Regions from separate parts of the Drosophila melanogaster genome. Here region 1 is linked to region 2. The links are chromatin contacts, called in public targeted proximity ligation maps. All regions are on one chromosome and are shown on one strand. The core of a region is the stretch at or near the end of the contact, and the rest is flanking DNA. Distances in the headings are between cores, read along the strand shown. Region 1 holds the start of CG12617. Region 2 holds the start of CG13970.

What was found.
Region 1: a contact with region 2 is called in a targeted proximity ligation map of the S2 cell line, with 8 times the contacts expected there. A contact is called at or near these places in 1 of 107 Hi-C or Micro-C datasets (the S2 cell line) and 2 of 7 datasets of targeted methods (the Kc167 cell line and the S2 cell line).

What each region holds. Positions count from the first base shown.
Region 1 is chr2L:20,292,426-20,299,079 of dm6, forward strand. It overlaps CG12617, which reads left to right and starts at 2,268. Exons shown (of 2, transcript NM_001299169.1): 1 at 2,268-2,362; 2 at 2,453-3,379. The coding sequence starts at 2,461. The coding sequence ends at 2,751. It overlaps lncRNA:CR43414 (long non-coding RNA:CR43414), which reads right to left and starts at 4,874. Exons shown (of 1, transcript NR_048017.1): 1 at 4,218-4,874.
Region 2 is chr2L:20,102,217-20,108,371 of dm6, forward strand. It overlaps CG13970, which reads right to left and starts at 1,934. Exons shown (of 1, transcript NM_136183.3): 1 at 1,170-1,934. The coding sequence starts at 1,847. The coding sequence ends at 1,230. Kua (Kua,) reads left to right here. Exons shown (of 6, transcript NM_001273691.1): 5 at 1-148; 6 at 210-1,159. The coding sequence ends at 300.

The DNA.
Region 1 (6,654 bases), core at 1,018-3,517, 190 kb after region 2:
TGGTTGTCTGTCTCCACTCAAGTGTCACCAGGACTCTGGGCTGTCCTCTGCTCATCACACACACACACACACACTAACAGCGCCATACTGGCCCACTCACACACACGCGGACACAAGCTGGCAGCGATCCAAGTGGCTGAAAAGGGAGACTTAGTTGGAGGACACTGCGTGTGCCATTTTCACTTCCACTTCCGCCGCACACTCACACACACATGCACACTACTAGGACGTGCATGCATATATATCCATACACATACATATGCATGAGTCCTTCACAATGTTGTCTGAATGCGAGTCCTGCGTCTAATCGTAAATATTCTTAGGCCCTGTTTTGTTGCTTGATCCCTAGCCTTAGCCCCTGCCCCTTCCCCCGCTCCACCCTCCACAGTAAGTTGTGTAATTTTCCGGCTTGAAAACTTATCTCGCTTCATACTTTCCCTCTGTTCCAGATTTCTTTGTTATTGGGTGTAGTTTTCGTTCCACTTTCCTCTGACTGTTCAAGTTTATGGGGGCTAGAGAGCGGAAAGATATAGGAAAACGCATAATTCTTGTAAATTATTGCACGTGGCTTTTTTCTTTGTAGCTATAACTATTAAGTAATTTCCAATTAAATAGAAGAAATAAGTAAGCAAAGTAAAAGTTGATTAATCCTGTATAAGATCATTTTTCTTGATTACACAAAGGGAAGAATTGTCGCAATATTCTATTATAAAGAAATGATAACATTTATCAAGATCTTTTCATTTTTGCTATAGAGCTCTTCTTTACCATACATGATGAACTTTACATTACATCTTATTTCCCCGAAATCGCACACTCATACGAAAATTTTCCTGGGATAGAACTTTCGAACACGAACACCTTGCTTTCCTCTTAAATCTTTAAGGCGAAACTCTCGCTCAAAATTCGCTTAAAACTTGCACTCCAAACTTCATCTGCCGCACAAAGAGCAAACACATCACCGAAAAGAAGATCTGGCCCAGAACATGCGGGGAAGTGGGTGGATGTGGGTGGAATTGGGTGGAATTGGGGGAAACCTGCGGCAATGGGTGGTGGTGCGATGGGGGTGGTGGGCGAAACGGCCACTTGTAAGCAAACTCAAAGCGGGACAGGTCCCAGTTTCAAATATCAACGACGGCTTCGGTGAGTGCTTAAGCTCATCTATCAAAATATTTGTCGTAGCTTAAGTGACGAAAAGTATGTTAAAAGAAACTTGAAAAATATTGTCAAAGCAACAGCAAAAGAACCAACAAAGGAAATAAGAAAATGAACCCCAAAGAGAGCACAACTGAAGGCCGCGGGTGCAATACTAAAAGGATATCAAATTATTTGGATCCACAGTGCAAAGGGTTAATTGAAGATTTATGTTGTTAGGATTTATCTAGAGAAATTTAATTCCCAAAAATTACCTAACTTTAGCTGCTGTAAATAGTCAGCTTTTAACAAAAACTAGGAACTGTGAAGTGTGAATAGATTTTTACTAATATCCTTGTAAATATTCCTGTTTTTCAGTATCATATCTAACTATGATACCTAAGTTCCTTTCATTTATATTGCAAAATTGGTTGTTCTTGGCACTTGACTAAAGCAACATATATTTTTACTAGGCGCAATAATTTTGTCGTTAGCAAGTGAATTTTTCAAAAGTTATTTTGTGGCGCCACACAATCCAGTCTTTTTGTGCGGCCATTTCGTGTACTAGGTTTCATGCTTAGCAAAGACAGGAACCAACGACAGGTGGTGCCTGACTAGGGTAACAGAAGTCTTTATCAAAAAGAAATGAACCGCGCAAAAGGCAATTTAAATTCGTATTTGAGTTAAATATTAAGTGATTTTTTCATAATACATGCATTTTAAAATAAAGTTCTTGACAATTGGGAACATTCTATATTTTCTTTAGAAACGGTAGATATTTTGTGACCTATCTCTGTTTGTTTTCTAACTTATATTATCTGCGATCTTACGCATATCAACCTTCAATGAATCCAAACCATCTCAGATGCTTCCACTAATCCGCTGGCATTCGCGCAGTTCATCGCACACATTTTTTATAATAATCCCATCCAACCCGACAATTGTCTACTCACGAAATTCCAAATTAAAATTTCACATTTTCCCTTATTTGCTGCGAGTGTCTGCGAGTTGAATTGAAATCAGGCCTTCGGGCTCATATCTTTCATTAGCATTTTTAATGCCTGTTTAACCTTTGTGTTTGAACCGCATCTTTCGATTGTTTCCTGCTGAATTTTTCTCCCAGCTTTCAGCAGGCTGTGGGTCTTCCGTATTTGGGGTGAATTGTCTTATAAATCTTTCTTCATATTATATCATTTTATTTTGATCCACACAGGCGTTAACATCTTTGGTAAGTCGTCTAGTTAAGTTACGAAGCAGCCATTTCTATTAAAAATATACAGCTTTTAAACATTTGATTTCGAATTAATAACCATTTCAGGGAGCAACATGAGTATTTCTTTAATACGCAAACATCTGAACGAGATGGGGACCCTTAAGCTCCGATCGTCCATGGGTCGGAACTATATTCCCATGGCCGGTCCTCCTCGATTTCCGATGAGTTCAGCGCAGCGTTTGATCTTTGGTTGCGGTTCCTTGGTTGTCATGATGATCATTCCCTTCTACTGCCTCTTCAGCCTGCCCCGATGGTCGAGGATGCATTTGGGACTTCCGCCGGAGGAGGACGAGCAGGCGGAGGAGCCTCCACCACAAGAGGAAAAGGACAAGGAGAAGAAATAGATCCCTGATCTTACGACACGCTTTCCTTTAAACGGTGACTTCTGAATAACACTTTCCTGGGGTTTCCATAAAAAGAACTTGCAACTGCGTGGCGCTATTTCTATCAACAACGCAGCATATTAAAATTGCGCCATATCGATCGTTAAAATATAATTGTTCATTTTATTGGCGCATCATCTTTAGTGTATGTAGTGTGTGGTTAAAATCCAATCTCATGTGCTACCCACTTTTAGTGACCATCGTAAAATGGCACCCTCGTCGATAGTGAAAGTGAGGAGGCCATGCTAAATCATACTAAATCAAGCTGACTTGATTTAGTTTACACCCCACAAATAGATCCGCTTTGAAGTCTGCCCACCAATTGGGGATCCACAGTAGCACCGCAGACAATAAACCATCCATTGTCCGCGTCCAATTAGTTGGCTTAAACACCTTTAGCCAAGAGCCAAGCGAGCAAGCTCCTGTGGAAATGCTCCTCCGAAGCCGCAAGACCAATTTCCTCGGCTGCCTGCCACAAATCAAATTGCTGGAAAACTAAACAAACCAAAAAAATAAAGTAAAACCCCGAGAAATACGAAAAACCCAAACAAGCCGAGGAAACCCAAAAAGCAAAGTGCCTACTTTCATTAAAAGTATTTCTGCGCTCATTGCCAATGCATTCGATTGTGGACTTTCTGGGTCCCTGGGAGTCCCATGCCTAGTTAGGCCTCCGACTTGACTTTGACCACCTCCTTTTGGCTGTGGGCCCCGTATCTCGCATCCAATCCTCATGATCTACAACACACCATGACCTTCTTCGCCTTGTCTACACAGCAAGAAATTATAAGGAGTCACTCCACTCTCACTCTCGTTCTCCCCTTTTTACTTTAAGCTACTCAAAATGAAAAGTATTTCCCTGTCGAGGTCAAATTAATGTCACTTTTATGCAGCTCATCCTTACTACCATTACTAAATTATGAAAATTATTCGACGTGCAGAGAGATACTCGTCTCAAGTTGAAACGAAGGAAAATCCAGAAACGGCCAGCAAACATTCGCACACGAAATTTGAAAAAGTAAAACCGTCGAAGGAAAGTGAATTTCTTTTTAAGCAAATCAACTTGCCACGCCCCCCGTTCAACCCCCGCCCCTGCCCCTCCTCAGCTAGGCCTGGAGATTCACAGATTTTTTGGTGAAATTTCAAGTGCCATTAAACTGGTTCTGTCAGCCGTTGCACTGTCGATCGGTTTTTCGTTTGGCTTCGGTTTTTTTTTGCCTTGGGCCACGATTTTTTGCGTTTTTTGTTTAGGTTCGACATTTGCAACGCTCCTTGCTGCCAAATTAAAATAATAATAATATTTTTTAATATTGAGTAAAGCGTCGATGGTAATAAGACTTCACTATTCGCTATTTTCATAGGGAAAATTCCGTGTCCCAGGGTCTTAATTAGCATTCAGTTGACAAGCATTGACAAGGATATCTCTGATTGGATTGCAAAGTTTGACTATTTATTAGTTGTGTGATTAAAGGTTGATACCCCGGAAAAAGGGTATTCCGGACATCTGCTCCGTGGGAAATCGTCATGTGCCCCCTGGTTCCTTTTTGTCATCATCGCCCACATTCCGCGCTAAAAACTTGCTTTATTTTCGTTGTGATGCCGAGGCATTCAAGTGGCATTTCAGGCAGCCACGGAGCTGCCTCCTTGCATTTTTCGTGGGCGTTGCAAGATCAACTCTTTGGGGGCAGGAATGGGGATCGGGGATCAGGGAATCACTCGGCAGACACTTGCCGCACTTGCCACACGCGCTTCGTAGCGTTGCGTCAGTTCAGTGTGTCAGAAGCCGCAAGAAGAAAGTTGCCACGGGTATGAAAAGCCAGCCGTTTTGATCCGGTTTAGTGGTCGCTACAGGTTCGATGTTCCTTCGATTGGGTATCGGGGTGCTTTTTTACTTTCTGCCGCCACGAAAAACCGTCGTCCACTTTCGGTCGCAATTAATTATGCGGCGGGCAGCTGAAAATGAAAGTGCGCACTCAGGTTGCAAGTCCGAGTCCAGATCTTGGGTTCTCACTCTCTCTTTTTCCGGCCCCTGTGCCTCTGGATCGCCGGCTGTGTGTGTAGTCGCATTTTTTTGAAATCACTGAAAATGTCAATTTATTCCCTTCATTTGACACCAGGCGTCTTTGTTACAGGACACAGAAAGAATCCCCCTCCAAGTCTAGAACTTGATTAAATGAGAACATTCTTTCAGTATTGCAATTATCAATATATGCTGTATATATTTGCTAAATACAGGACCTTACTCACGTGTTGAAATATATATCTCATATTAAGCACTCAAGCTCTAGCTTTTTTCTTAGTGCTCCGCGAAAAGTGAGACCATTCTGACGGAGATCTTCATTATCATCAAACGAGAACGCCGGTCTGGTTCACAGATCCCAGTGCCCATCCACCGATGGTTTCCCATCGCGATGTCGTTGTCATCGTCGAACATAGCGGCCCATAAAGAGTTTGCTTTATGCCCGCCGACCGACTCCAACTCGCAGGTGGTCACTTAGTTTATGGCCGGGCAACCGCAAGATCGCACACCGATGGAGCTGATTTGTTGTCGCCATTCCGCGACCAGGATTACCAGCGCCAGCTAAACAGCTAAAGTGTTCCCTGGCCGCAGCTTAATGTGGGACTCTGGATGCGATTAGTCAGGCAGATACAATATCGAGAAATGTAAGCTGGAGATACTGATAAGTTAAGTAGTTGATGCTAAACTCTCAGGACAGAAAGTAATTGTATCTTTTGTACGCTTTAGATTCAATTAATAGCCAATCGATTGATTCATCACATCGAGCCCATAACTTATATTACCCCAATTGTGTCCGCCCACACTTTGGTGACCATTTCCGACCATCCAAACCCGCAGACTCAAACTCGGAAGAAGGCTAGCCAAACTCAAATTTATGGGGTTGTCAACACGCCAGCCCCTCTGGGGACTACCGATCGATTTGTTCCCATGAAAATCTCATTTCGGCTGTGCGCTAATAAAAATTAAGCGCCAGCCCATAAACGTGGTACGAAATTCTGTAAAATAAGCAAGAGGAAAGGCCCACACAAAATGTGGACAATCGATCGACGGCGGCGACACGATCAGCGGTTTTATTTGATCTATTTTGGAGTAAGACGCGGATACTGTGCCCCGTCAGCTAAGAAAACAAAAAAACCAAGGAAAAACTCAATGCGATTTGGGAAAACTGTGGCATGTTTTCCCAACATCAAGTCGCCTCCGAGTTGCAGCTAATAATCGTTTAGGACGAAGCTCGAAAACCAAGAGCGCAGACAGCGGGTCCATTTCGCGAAATATTACTCTAGACTCTAGACACCAATTATATTAATAGGCTTTTGTTTTGCTCCACTGAGGATCGGGGTACTGGCGGATCGCCCAGTTTGGGGGAGTGGAGTGTGGCATTTTGTCTCTGCACGAATCACGTTTTAGAAATTGCATTACACATAGCAGGCAGTAACTACTGAATGTGCCCCAGTTTCAGTTGAACTTAGGCACTGACGAAATATCTTGAATTGAAGGACAGCCCATAACAAATTCGGACAATACAACGTGTCTACTTTATTTAGGTGCAATTACTAGTTTCGCTTTTATTTATAGTTATCTATGAACATTTCCATATTGTTACCAATATTTCTCGGTGTGTATTATTCGTAGACTTGGGTCTTGGGTCGGAATTGGAGAGACAATCTCTGCCAGGGGTTTTTTGGTTTTTGCGCAAGTTCTGGATGTGTATTAAGTGGCACTTAGTTTTAATGCGATGCTCTACCGTTTAAATGGGCCTCTCTGGTTCGCAGGCAAATCGGAGTTACCTGAAATAATTGCATGAACACAAATTAGAGCGCGCCGCATAGGAATCATTCTGTGATTTC
Region 2 (6,155 bases), core at 684-3,183:
ATTGGGGATTGCCGAGGTGGGTCCTGTTACTCCAGAGCTGTCACATCATCCTGCCACGCAAGCATCATCGCATCCATCACGTGGCGCCACATGAGACCTACTTTTGCATCACCACCGGGTGGCTTAACTGGCCACTGGAACGCATCAGGTATGGCCCTCTAGCAAATTGACTCTAACGGTTATAATATGTATGCTATGTATTCGATTAGATTCTGGTCAACATTCGAGCTCATCATCGAGCATTTTACGGGCCTCAAGCCCCGCGATGACGACCTGAAGTGGGCCAAGAAACTCACATAGTTTCACTGCCCAGCGACTGTATATAGGTAACTTGGACCAAAAGCAGCCTTTAATTGCTGAATATGTCACCTTTAAATGTTTTCATACAATCGGAATGTCTTACAGAATGAAGTAGCTTTAAATGAGACAAGATTGCATACATAAGGTTTATATGGTTAATGGCATAGTTCTCAGTTGCATGTTTGTTAAAAATAGTTGATTATCTGAGTTTAAGTTCGTGTTTTTAAATACCATATTACTATTGTACACCTGCACACACTCTCACAACTGAGCGCATAAACTAATTGATCTCGCCACAGGTTGATCGTACTACGAGTGAGCCTTAAGTATACCTAAATAATAAAATGAACATTTTACTAACTATCGAGCACACGCTTGTCTGATAAATTTTTTAAGATTTACACACAATAATAATACTCGATATAACATATGTAAGCTAGGCGAGTAACTGATTTTGAACCAGGTCCGAGACAAAAAGACATTTTAATACTGTCAACAAACGCTGGTTATCAAAGGCTATAAAGTGAATAAATTTATTTACAACTACATACATATACATTCAAAAGATAATTAAATAAGGCGCTGTATGCAATCAAATACGTGACTTAACCTTTGCCTTAAAACGTTTTTATAGTATAAACTCTTCTGGAGAAGCGAATTCTGTTTTAGTTGGCACACTTTTAGTGGCGAGTGTTAGTCATTGTAAGAGACCAGTTTGTATATTTTACTTTTTCATTGTTTTTAATTTCATTTACAAGAATTAAGAGTAATCGGCGAACCGAAGAGGTGTTCTTGCACAACGCTGTAATTCTAAGAAGGCAATATTCTTTGTGATCTGAGAAAATAAATCAATAAGCTTAAAATCTTTTATTTATGCATAAAGCTTGCCATTAAAGGGGCACATACAAATATTTGTAAAATAAAAGGCATCACGTTTTGGTAGCCTTGTTTACGTTCCTTTGGAGCTTATCTCTCTTCTTTTGGGCATCTCTCTCCCGGGCCTTTGTCCACATGGCGATCTTCTGCCGGGTGCGTTCCTCGTGTACAGCCACCTCCATTTCGGCACGGGCTTGGTACTGTCTTAGCTGGGATTCGTTGTGGAGGAAGAATGGCCTACAGCTCCTGCGCATCCAGCTCTTGCAGTTGGCGGCTCTATTTAATTTCTTTTTTTGAGGTAAAACGGATGGAGCTTCCTGGGGTTCCGGTTTTGGAAGCTCAACTTCCTTTAATTTTATGTTTCGGCGCTTCATTCGACACAAGAGAACGAAAAGAAGAGCGATTGCGCAAAGGGCCAGCAATAGACCCACCAATCTTCCGGGATCGAGACCCTCCTCCCCCTCATCCAGATCATCTAGGTCATCCAACTCATCGCCCTCCTCATCCTCTTCAGACACTTCCTTGCCCAATGCCCGCTTGAGCCGATGGCAATCTAGGACGGTCATGGCTTCCACATCCGCCTTATAGACAACAGGGGCATTGTCTAGACCCCAATGGGGCAATGTATTAGTTTTGAAGAGATCCCGACATTTGGAGTATACCTGGACCATCCATTTCTGGCACTCAGGCCTATTGATATCGACTTGGCAAATCGGATTCATAATCATTGAGATGGGCAGAACAAATTTTTTTTATTAAGCAGTTGATTACATTTTGATATCCCACTTAGTTTCGTAATTTTAAATTTTTTATTAATTTTAAATTTTCTTTCTTTAATCTGAATTGCAAACTAAAATCCTTTTAATAGCTTAAGTTAGGGCTGAGCCTTATCACCATTCAACTAAGATAAGAGAGGTAATTGTATGCATTGATCATCAATAGACTCCTGCAAGCAATGAGCGATACCCCACAAGTTTGAAGAGGTCGGAAAAGATAATAACCGGAAAACTCAGACCACACTTATTTAGTTTTCATATGCAATAATAAAAAAAACATGTAACGCAGTATGCGCACTTTCATATATAATAATCGTGGATAGATGTAAGAGAAAATAGTGATGTGAACAGGTATGAAGAAACGTAAAATAAATTTAGAAAATAAGGTAAAAACCATGAAGTAAACAGAAATAAAACAAAACACATTTGAATTCAAACAAGCAGCGCGCGCACTGTACGGCAAGAGAGGGTCACTCTAACCAAAAAGTAGATCGGGCACACTAATGTGTTCCAAATGAGTCGAGATATGCGGTCACACCAGGCCAAGCCGCTATATAAAGCGGACTACAGCCTTTCGAAGCTCACTTCAGTTCAGCCGGCAGTTGGCACCGGTAGACTGTTGTGAGCCCCTTAACTACTAGGGATGTCGTGATATTATAGAAATATCGTATCGATGATACGATATCATTATCATCATCGTATCATTAACTTAATATATTACATAGATGTAGATGGGTCGGAGTTTTCATTAATTATCTGAACATCTGACTTGAAACTCTTTACCCTCCGTAAAGGATTTGAGGAAGGCGAAGTGGGAACTAGGAAGGTTCATCTTTATTTTGAAGTGGAGACCAGGGTGCCAGACTTTGTCAAACGCCGGTTTGATGTCCAGCATTATGGCGCAGCAGTATTGCTTTCTTTCGAACGTTTCCAGTATGCGCTTAACAAGCCGGTGGCATTGCTCTGGTGTTCCATGGCAGCGTCTGAATCCAAACTGGGGATCAGAGCGGCATCTTCCAGTACTGGCAACACTCTGCGCAAAAATACTCTTTCGCGTATTTTGGAGAGGATTTCCAGCACGATAAAAGCCTAGATTGGCTTCAGGTTTACCAGGCTTGAGGATGGTGATATCACTTTGGCGCGTTTCCAGTGTTTCGGGAAGTACCCTAGCCGGGAAGCAGCTGTTGAAAATGTTGGCCAGCAATTGGGAACAAAATCGATGAGATCAGGGCCTGGAGACTTGCCGTTCCTTAGTTTGAAAAATGGAGAGTATATCTGCTTGGTTGGTCTTGCAATAAAGCTCGTCCTCGGGTTTGTTGTTGATAAGGCCGTTTGCATTCCAGATGGTGATGTCTTGTTCCGTTTGCATAGGGTCTTGCAGACGGTTGCCATCATCTGAGTCATTTGACTCATCGCCTTCTCCATCATACTTTCGAACATGGCTTCCATCCTGCCCATTATTGTTTCCATCAGTTGTCAGCATTGGCCTGTGGTTGAGGGATGGCATGAATCCCATCAATTGCCTGCTTGGTTGCGTTGGCATAACTAAAGTTAGAAGTAACCTTGCTGCTGCTCACGGTGTACCGGGCGCGTGGAGCTGCCGCCTGCTTTGGAGCGAACATGCTTTTGACCTTCTTATATGCGGTGCAAACTTTATATGAGGCTGCATGTAGTCCTTCGCTTTGCAAGCAATGGGCCGGCATATTATTATTTTTGCACTCAACGGTTGGGTGACCGTCTTCGCACTTGACACACCTGTGATCTAGGTGGCAGTACCGTTGGGTATGTCCCAATCCCTGACACAGATAGCATTGCGGCAAGTCATTAAACTTTATCGTGGGGTAAATGGTCACCACTGAGATGGAGAGTCGCGTAACTTTATAGGCCTCCTTGTTGTTCTTGGCCGGCTCGAGATTGGCAAAAAATATGTTGAGAGGCTTTTTGGTACTTCTCTGGGTGGGGTTGTAGAAGTCTCTGACCTTGTGTCCGTGACGGTTTAGCCCAACCCGAATTTCCCCTAGGTCCGTTGAATAGTGAAGACCTTTGATGACTACTCTGTAGGCGCTTTCGTCTCGGGCTGGAAGGTTTGAAACCTTTTATTGGACTTGGTCAAGAAGTCCTTCAGGGCGGAGAAGCTTTCCTTCTCCGGGGTCATCACGCGAACGTTGTTGTTGCTTGTCGTATTAAATGGAACTCCACGTCTTTGCCAAGCACTCCAGCAATGCTATTAACGAGAGCCTTGATATTGGTCACATCCGGTATGAAGATTGGAGGCGGCTTGATTGCCTTAGGTTTCTCCATTTCCTTCTCCTGGAGAGGAGTCTTGGCTGGCAGATCGTCGAACATCTCATCGTCGTCATCGTCAGATGACAGAATCGCGAAGCTATTATCCGCTAGAGCAGCTTGGTGGTGGGTGGGTGTGGTGGGTCCGTCTATTGGATGAGAGTGCTTGACCAGATTCTTCCTTTTTACCTTGACTGGCTCGAGTGTGTCGTAGGAGTCCGAAGAGGAGGAGTTCTTTTTTTCCTTTTTCTTCCGTTTGATGCTAGTCGCAATAGGCACTGCTTGCCAGTCCATAATAAAGGAGCAGCCTGAAGCGCCAACTGTTGGAGCTTTACGGAACTGGTTGACACCCTCTGGCGGAGGAATTTTAAACTATAGCGACAGCTATGTCGATACTGGTTCTACGGTGCGAAAATACGAACGCACAATGCTCACACAGCACACAAGCACACAGAATGCCAATTTTTACGGTTTACCGTTTGCATTCTCTTTCTACTGATAAAAACGCACGCAGACAACTAATTTTTTCATTTAGTAAATGGTATTCTGCTTTTGAGCAGAATTTAAAAAAAAAATTTTTTTTATTTATTAAGGCATATGGGGAAATCTTGGAGCCCCTTTGTGTCCTTCTTTTCTATTAATTCATTTGGGCGCGCCGGCTAACTATAGTTAGCTTTTTCTAGTTTACAATAATTTTACTACAATGACCCTTGTCAAAGGAGATCGGGAAATGAGATCCCTCGGTTGCCTTCTATTGAGCCTCCTTGGTGGGCGAGATCTGTTTAGAGCGCTGGCCAGCCGATTTCTGTGGCGCTCCAACCTGTCATGGTACCTGCTTGAGTGCTGGTTTATCTCGTCAAATACCGTTGCGAGTTTCAGGTCTCTGTGCAGGGTGGTGTTTCGCACATACCACTCGCAGCCGGTGATGAGTCTTGCTACCTTATTTTGAATAGCCTGGATCCTTTTTATTTGGCTATCGCATGCCAAGCCCCAGATTTGGCACCCATACTTCCAGTTTGGTGCTAATATCTGTTTGTAAATTGTCAGCTTGTTGGATAGCGACAATTTACTGCGCGAACAAAGAAGTAGTAGTAGTAGTAGTAGTGCTTCGCCACCTTAGCACGTAGGCGTGTTCTGATTTCAGTCACATGCTTGGCAAATGTGAGTCTGCGATCCAGAAGCACTCCAAGCTACTTTGCTGCGTTCGGCTGTGGTACTGGGGCTTCCTCGATGTAGACGGGCGGTGGCGGTCCGCTTTAAAGTATAGCAGACGTTGTTGAATTTACTGCTATTGATGCCAATATTCCAACGTCTTGCCCATTCCGAGAACCGATCTGCAAAGTCCTGGATACCATCGGCTGCGTCGTGCTCGTATCGGGACCTGTAGGTGACGCACACGTCATCGGCAAATGTGGCCAGCATTGATTTCTCGTAAAGGCTTACATCCGGCTGCGGCATGTCGTGGCTATACAGGCAGTGGAGCAGGGGGCCGAGGAGACTACCTTGTGGAACACCAGCTGCCACATTGTGCTCGGTGGAAATTGCTGAATGAAAGCGCACAGCGAACCTCCTTCCTTCCAGGTACGATTTTAGCAACCCAAAATATGGAGCAGGCAGCGTCTGCTTGATTTTTACTTGAAGTCCAATGTGCCACACTCGATCAAACGCTTCTCGAATGTCCAAGAAGAGGCTGTTACAATATTCCTTATTGTCGTAGGCAGTCAGAATTTGCTCGACGACCCGATGGAGCTGCTCGACAGTACAGTGGCCAGCACGAAAACCGAACTGGTGCTCAGGGGTAATCCCTTGGGCTTCCATAATCCGGACAGCAATCAGTCTCTCAAACACCTTCAAAATTGAAGGGAGGAGACTGATCGGCCGGTAGGAGGCGGGCTCCCTTTCCGGCTTGCCAGGTTTGTT